Regions from separate parts of the Rattus norvegicus genome. Here region 1 is linked to region 2. The links are chromatin contacts, called in public Hi-C maps. All regions are on one chromosome and are shown on one strand. The core of a region is the stretch at or near the end of the contact, and the rest is flanking DNA. Distances in the headings are between cores, read along the strand shown. Region 1 overlaps Slit3 (slit guidance ligand 3). Region 2 holds the start of Slit3 (slit guidance ligand 3).

The links. A called contact is a pair of places that touch in the nucleus more often than the background predicts.
Region 1: a contact with region 2 is called in a Hi-C map of Schwann cells, with 5 times the contacts expected there. The contact joins the enhancer-like site here to the promoter of Slit3 in region 2. A contact is called at or near these places in 11 of 12 Hi-C or Micro-C datasets (the A7r5 cell line, Schwann cells, frontal cortex and 6 more) and 1 of 1 datasets of contacts at active chromatin or transcription factors (oligodendrocytes).

The regions. Positions count from the first base shown.
Region 1 is chr10:20,372,449-20,376,413 of GRCr8, reverse strand. All of the region lies in intron 4 of Slit3 (slit guidance ligand 3), which reads right to left. Among named protein-coding and RNA genes, the nearest start is that of Mir218-2, 200 kb to the left of the region's middle. Within about 2 kb of position 1,628, at least 4 of the 93 cell types and tissues checked have an H3K27ac peak or open chromatin away from gene starts, as enhancers often do. A contact at or near this core is called in Schwann cells, where this site is marked.
Region 2 is chr10:20,073,810-20,077,925 of GRCr8, reverse strand. Slit3 (slit guidance ligand 3) reads right to left here and starts at 1,997. Exons shown (of 36, transcript NM_031321.1): 1 at 1,510-1,997. The coding sequence starts at 1,706.

The sequences.
Region 1 (3,965 bases), core at 379-2,878, 300 kb before region 2:
TGTTTTCTTACTTTCAGCCGGACAACCCTGGCTGAGTAGCTAAAGGCCATGGTTTCATTCTGGCACTGAGGTCGAGCAGGAGGTGCTGTATGTGGATGGATCTCGGCCACGCCTCCTTCAATAATCACAACCTCTTAAGTTGGGGAGAACGGGTGGGTAGGGGCTGGGGAAGCGAGAGCAACCCTGTATTTACTTGTTTCCATTCCATTTTCAGTCGGGAACTGAAGCTAAACTCCCAGCTTCCTCCAAGATTCCTGTCAGGGCAACTCCCAAAGCCAGACAGTCTGAAGAGACTCCACACATAAAGGAAGGCCTCCGCATGTACTGCCTGGGGTCAAACGCCCGTCTTCGAGCCAAACCCTAAGAGGAAAGGGGAGACTCCCAAGACCTCCCAGCTTGAGAGGGATGTTCAATGCACACGTTTCCATGTGTGGATAACGAGGAGACTCATTCCTAGCTTCATCAACAAGTGCCTCGCCTCAGACCGCTCGTTCCCATGTGCACCTCGGCTCACAGGCCACCTGGGTGTGGAACATCTGTCACCTTGTTGCTCCCTCCATTCACCTGACTCGGACACCAGCATCTTTGGCTTTCTTCTTCCTCCTGTTGAATGGACCTCAGTTGAAGGGACTGCTAACAGCATATCAAACCCGGACCCTTGGCGAGAAGTGGACCACGGCTCAGCTAAGCCCGAGAAAGGATTCTCTTTCTTTCCAGAACTTTGCCAAATAAGGAGAAGAGGGGTCAGAAAACCGCTATGATTAGATTATATGGAAGAGGGTCAAAGATTAAAAATCCTCTGCCTCTCATTATTAGAAGAGGGATGACAGATTCAGACCAGAGCACAAAAAGAAAATACATTATTTCAAAACAGGATATGAAACCCAGCCCCAGGCGATTAGTCTCTGTTAAGTAAATTTACTATCTAATCTTTTAACTGTCTCCCGAAATTGCTGGTCCAAGATGCTCTCCCCGGGTTGGAGGCTTAACCTTGGAGGTGGGGTGAGGTGGGTGAGGGCTGCCATCCCGTCCCCGCTCTATTAGCATGTTAATGGAATGAGGGGATCTCTGCTCACAGCAGCAGGGACCTGGGGGGGGGGTGGCTGGAGCGAAAGGGCCTGTGAGCAAAAAACGCACCTTGTAATAAAAACAGGATGCATGCACCCCAGATCAACTCAACTGCTGGGTGGACAGGACTGGAGGATGGAGAAACTAGCCAGGCATTGGTTTCCCAGGCATCAAAGAGGATACAATTCTTCAACATCACTCTAGGCTCATGGTGGGGTGGGAGGAACAGAACTCTCGGCCCCAAGGGGCTCACATGCCAAAGAGCCCCAAGCTCTGGATTTGTGTTCAAACCAGATCAACCTTCGATGCTTTGATTTTAAACGAAGGCTGCTATGCAGGCCAAATACCACAGGCCCGCTTGGGGCCCAAAGAGGACAAGATGTGCATTTGGAGGCCAGACAAGCTCACAGCACCATCCAAGCAGAGAGAAAAACAAAGAGGGATCAGGACACAATGAGCAAGGGGATCTATTTCCCAGCATCCCTCTTGGCTTGGGTACCACAGCAGAGGCCACGAAGCCCGGCAATCCCTTCTCTCCTCTGCTGCACAGAAGGAACCCTTCTGGCCCTTCACCTCACTATTTTTTCTTTGTCTGTTTAGTCTAAAAGGCTGAACTGTGGCACAAAGAAAGTTCTCTCCAAGAATGAGTTTTGCAGAGAAAGCACTTCAGACCAGAGCAGCGTGTGCAGCCTGCTCTGTACAGCCTGCAGAATGGGGCATGTGTTCAATTTGAGGGGGCTGGGCTCCCCCAAGGAATCCAGAGGCCCTCTGTTTGTGTGATTTATCCCTCCTGGAAAACCCAAACATACAAACGTGCCTGCCGCTGTGAAAGCGAGGGCATACTGAGGGACTCGGGCTCAGCACAAAGCTTACCACATACCACACAGCCTCCCACAGGCTTTCTCAATGTTCACCTTTGTAGGTTTCAGCCAGGGCAAAGGAAAGGAAGTGTATACAGCTCTGCTGGGGGTCAGCAGGCATGTTTTCTCTCTGTAGCCTTAAAAGCCCTGTGAGAGACAGAATGGGGATCCAAAGGTCTCTCCCCTGAGCTCTGAGATTTCAGAACTGTGGGACCAAACGTCAGCTTGTTCAACAGAACCATGCCAGCTCCACCTCCTGGAGAATGTGCCCCACCCTGAGAAGACTCAAACCCCAGTGTGGTTTTATCTTGGGGCCATTTGTTCAAAGAGGTTTTTTATTCTGGTACAGCAAAGGAGAACTAGACCAGTTCTGCAGGGCTTTCAAATTCCAGCCCCCACACTCTCTCCTCCTCACCCAAAATGCACCATGGAGCAGTGCCCAGGTTCAGGCACTTGGGCAAGTTGATGGAGAAGGCAGACTGGGAAACGAGTTAAATTTTCCTGCATGTTCCAACACATCTGAGGTGAAGGCTGCTCCCAAGACCAGGTATGATCTGAAAGGCTCGGAATGCCTGACTTCATCAAACGGCCTCTGACTGGCTGAAACAAAAGCTTTTCCTTCCATCCCTGAATGATGTCAATAGAAATGAGGTTTAGGGGACAGAAGCCATTTTCCCAACAGGGAGGATTAGGACCAAGGACTGTCTTCTCCCCAGAGCCAAACTTCTTCCTAGCATCCATAGAACTTTCCAACTTATGCCAAGCAGGGGAGTTTCAAGAAGATTCCAGAATGTTCTGTATAGCCTTTGGCCAGGTGCTTCAAGGCTACGGACTTAAAGACACAATCATGGAGACAGATACATCTGCAAATCCCTGCTGATCACTGCAGAAATTTCAGGAGAAAAGATAAACAAAGACAAACTCGTTATTGGGGAGATTAAAGCATCATATCCGTGCAATGGATTAGGTCATCACTTAAAACACTGGGCCAGGGCCAGGGTATTTATTGGCAAGGGGGAAATATCTGGTGTTACAAAAGAAAGAAGTCTAAAATGAAACGTTCAAGTAGAGTAATGGTTATAACTGAGTCGGGTGGAACATCCCTCTAACCCCAGCATTTGGAGGGGAGAGGCAGGAGAACCTGGAAGTTTAGACTCCTGGGCTCACCCTGGTAGACTGTATCATTGAATGAATGAATGAATGAATGAATGAATGAATGAATATTGAGCAAAAAGGTAACTGGGAGACAAGTGATTAATTCTATACTGAGTTAGAAGGATTTCTTCATTTTTTTCTTCTTTATATTTTGCTACAAAGACGTTATTTGTTAAATGAGAGTAACTTCCAGCAACTGTGTGCTGGGCGCTGTGCAGAAGCGGTCTGCATATGTAATTTTTTTGTCCTTATGAAGAGACACTGATATTGGGCATGAGATAAGGTGCACAAGTTTAGCAGTGTACGCCTAGTCTAAGCTGCAAGGTCAGCCTTATTTGCCTGAGAGCACACGGCAGGGTGGAATCCAGCAAGAATTTGGTTACACTGGGTCAGATTCTGGTAACGAGGAAGGGCCAAGACCGGATAGGGTCTGAATAGAAACCAGTGGAGGAGGAGACAGAGTTTCAGGATTGTGTTGAGGTCAGGGGCCTTAGGGAAGAAGACAGCGTCTTTCTTCCCCGTACATAGCAGTGCCAAGGCAGGCAGTGAGTGCTCTATGCACCCAGCCTTTCTCACACCCATCAAAATAATAAAATAAAATAAAATAAAATAAAAGCACCAAGCCAGAGGCACCAAGAGCAGATCCAATCAGCGCCGCTGATCTTACCAGCACTCCCTGCCTTCAATTATTATAGATCAAGTTGAACAGGTTATTCGGGACCTCAGGCACAGAGGCCCACTCCCCTCCTGCCCTTTACTATAATAACCATAAGTCTTAATTTCTCGTTCGATCAATAACTCCATGCCTGAATTCTGAAATACATCATCTGTTCTCATACTCCTCTGATAAATGGTTTGAATCAATGTCAGGCATATTATTCT
Region 2 (4,116 bases), core at 748-3,247:
TGAGAAGGAGGGGAACTTAGTTTATACACACCTAAAAATAACATTTAAACGAGATGTTCACAAATAGGATCTAATACAAAACCTGAATGAAGAGGTTGGACGCCTGGATTCCAGCCCTTTTCTTGTCACATATTTGCCCTGTTTTCTTGGGCAGGTCAGTTTGCATTTCTGATCCTAATTTCCTGGTGTTAATGAAGATTCAGGGCCAGCCCAACAGGATTTCTACAGTCTAAACGACAGAACAATCATTGCACTTTGAAAACAACAAACAAAAGAAAACACCCGGAATAAAGAAGGCATTTCTAGGAAGTCTCTGCTTAGACAGCCGAGAAGAGGAAGAGGGGGTGGGAGGGAGGCAGTGGGGTGATAACAGGGGTGGGCACCTAGGACAATTTGGTTCTTTCCTAATCTCACCTGACCTGAACTAGGCAGGACTGAAGAAGACCCGTGTGCTAACCCCTAACGGGCTGGACAGAGAGCATCTGGGCAGAGCAATGGCTGGAATTCTGACTAGGGCAAACCCTCACCCACTCTGAGGCTCCAGCTCCCTCCACCATGGCTCCACACTTCCTCACCCTGCCCCCAACTGTGGACTAAAAGGAGCCCACCCCACCCCCAGGCCAAACTTTGAATTTGATCGTGAGGATCAAAATGATAAATCTTTCCAAAACGCTGACATAAGAAAAGTAAATATTTGGTTGCACAATTGGGGTTAAAACGAGGGTCAATCCACCCCACTCTCCAAGAGCCTCTCCGCTAGCTGCCAACCCCAGGATCCGAGGCTGAGTGCGGTTTGTAAGATTATAGCGCTAGGTCTCATTTAAAGGGCTGTCAGCATTTCCATTCTCCGGCCCGTTTGGGGAGGCATTTATAACCCAGCCATAAAAAATTCACCCGGGCTGCAACTTGGCATCCCCAACTGCGCTCCAGGCAGGGAGGGTGTTGAAAGCACCCACTCAGAATTCGTCCGGTTCTTCAGAAGTTAAGACCTTCACGTACACACACAACTTTCCTTGCAAGGACAGCCACACAGCAGCTGGCCCATTCTGACCTCCAAGCGGGTTGCCGTTTTTTGGGGGTGGGGGCCGATACTGTCTCGAGGCTGCGATCGAGACTCCCCATCTCTGTCCAGCTTGCTCCCTCACCTCCCCCTTTACAAAAAGCAAGAAGTAATGGACCCCTCCCTACCCAATCCCAAACCTTGAGACTACCACGCTCCCTGACTCTCTGCTTGCCTTCTGTCAGCTTTCTTCTGCGGAGCTGTCAGAGGTTGAGCTCTTTCCCTGAGCCCTCAACCAGAGAGGCACTACCCGGTCCCATCGCGGGGGGAACTCGGACACTTCTCTCCACACCTGCCCAAAGCCATGCCACCCCCAACTTATTGAGGGTGTCTGTTAGCCGGGGAGGGAAGACAGAGGTCGTCCCTCATACACGGGAGAGCAAAGAAGGACCTGCGCCCTGTAGGAGCGGGGTGGGTGGCCTGAGCGGGCGGGCGGGGTGGGTACTCACAGGCGCTCAGCGTTGCGGGGGATGCCCCGGGGAACGGCGCGCAGGCCCAGCCCGTGGCAGTCCACGCTAGCGGCGGAGCAGGTACACTTGGTGGGGCAGGCAGCAGCGGGGGGTCCGCTCAGGATGCTCGCCAGCGCCAAGGCCAGTGCCAGGCGGGCGCGCACAGCGGCGCCGGCCCCGGTCCGCCCGGGGGCCATGGTGTACAGGCGCCAGCACCCAGAGGAGGCTGCTTGGCGCGGCGGGACACGAGGAGCCCGAGGAGGCGCGCGGGCGGCCTGGGGGGCGGGCGGCGGAGTTGGCGCGGAGGAGGGGCGGGCGCGGCGCTCAGGCGCACGGGGCGCGGGCGGAGCGGGGCGCGCCGGGCGGCGGCGGCAGCAGCTCCATCCGTGGGGCTGGCGCTGCCCCGCTGCGCATCACTCACGGTGCCCAGGTACGGAGCGCTCTCGGGTCCCTGTGGGTGGCCGGCAGAGGTGAGGATTCGGTCTGGGTCCTGGGCTGAGCGCCGAGGAGCACAGTGCCCTGGGAAGTCCGGCTCAGGGCTGGGCTGCGGAGCACGGAGGCGGCTGGGGCACGGAGTGGCCGGGAGAGCTAGCCGGCGCTCGCTCTCTCCATTCACTGAGCAGGGCAGACACCGGAGACGCGGGGCCCAGCCCCTCCCGCCCCCCTCCCAAAACACCAGCTCCGCCTCCCATTGGCTGCGCTGAGCGTCACGTCGACTAAGTTGGGAACTTTGCTGGAGCAACCAAGAGCCTGGAGGGAGGAGGCGGCAGGGGAGCTAGAGAGACCCAACTGGGAAGGAAAGGGACTTGACCAGCCGGGCCGCCAGGAAAGAAACATGGAAATCCATTTATTCTTGGGAACCAAGGATTGATAAACCTTGTGGCTTCATTGGTTTTTGTTTTTGTTTTTAATTCAGTCACCGAGCTGGATACAGAATACCGACATGGGCGCATCAGAAACTGGGCTTCATGTTTTAGGTAAAAAAGCCAAAGCTGGGCTAAGTGAACTGCTTATCCGAGATCACTGAGGTGCTAAGCATGCTCCGTCGTAACGTTGTCCCTACCCCATTTAGTATTCACAGCAAGGCCAACAATTATTTCCTAGGGGACTTACGGATTAGAGAAAACTCCACAGTCACACAGTTACAGTCAGTCAGTCAGTCTATCTGTCTCTGTCTCTCTGTTTTTGTCTCTATGTAGTGAATGTAAGAACTTGGACCCCGATGTTGACACCATCACTCCATCTGCTTCCTGTCAAGGGACTTCAGGGCAATCTTGTCACCTGTGAGCCTTTATTTCCTCAAATCAAGGTGCCAGAGTTCTGTCCGACTTCCTTGACACATCAAAGAAAAGAACGTGATTTTATAAAATAGTGTTGTAGCCTGCAAGGGACCCATTCCCCACCCCCTCCTCCCCAGCCTTGCCTTCATTCTGCCAGTGCCTGCTCTAAATTGGCTGGTCTGAGCTTTTCCAGATGCCGGTGGGGAAGGGCCATGTTAGAGGCTCCATAAATACTTGTAGGAATGATTTTGTTTGTTTGTTTGAAGGGAAGGGGCAGGAACTGGAAGAAGTATTGCCCAGACTTCCTTGAGATCCTCTTGTACTGGAAAAGTCTGAAAGTGTCTTACACACACACACACACACACACACACACACACACACACACACACACACCCCTATACTCTTAACTATAAATCATATGCACTTTCACACACACAATAACCTGTATGTTCCCATACCACTAACAATTGCGCCTGCGAACGTTCTTTTCTCTTATATGAATGCTACTCTGATTCCTTCACTTTCCTTAAAGGAAACTTTTAGCTACTTGACTAAATACTGTAAATATATAGCAGAGGTGCAAATTTTATTTTATTATGCCAGCAGATTTTCAGAGACCTAGCTCCAAGGACTCAATGGCCACGCCCCCTACACACACACACACACACACACACACACACACACACACACACACACACACTCATACCCCCAACCCCAGCATCATTCAAAAACACGTGAGATTCAGTTTTCTGCTGTTATTCTTGGGAACTGTTTTCTGCCCAGCTGCCGCCGCCATCGCCCTCTGGTGGCCAGAAAAGAGCTAGGCTCTTCTTCCCGTGGTGACTTCAGCATTTAAGAACTCCAAACATGCCTTTCCCTCAGTCCTCTGAAGCTTTCCTACAAACCTTGAACCAATTTAGTACCAGGACAGAGGCAGATGAGAGAGGACCAGGCAGGGTCCCAAGAGCACAAAAGCATCCCAGACTGTCTGGAGCAGCAAAGGGTAGGGTTGTCTTTGTCTGCTGAGATGCATGCATGCTAGTAAAGCATGTTCTGCAGCCCTGCAGCCTGGACCTGGGTGGGTTCTCTGAGCACAGTGGTTAGCCCCTGTGTTTCTATTTAAGCTGTTGGGGGCCCGTTGGGAGCCTACTAGCTCTTTAAATGACTCATAGGCATTCAAATTTGCTATTCCCTGGGAGAAGGCCCCTTACACAGACTACAGGTTATGGGAGCTCTTCAGAATCAGTCATCTTCAAGTGAAACAGACACGCATATGCAGAAGAGCAGGGTGCACAGAGACCTGGATTACTTGGGCAAAGACACCCTT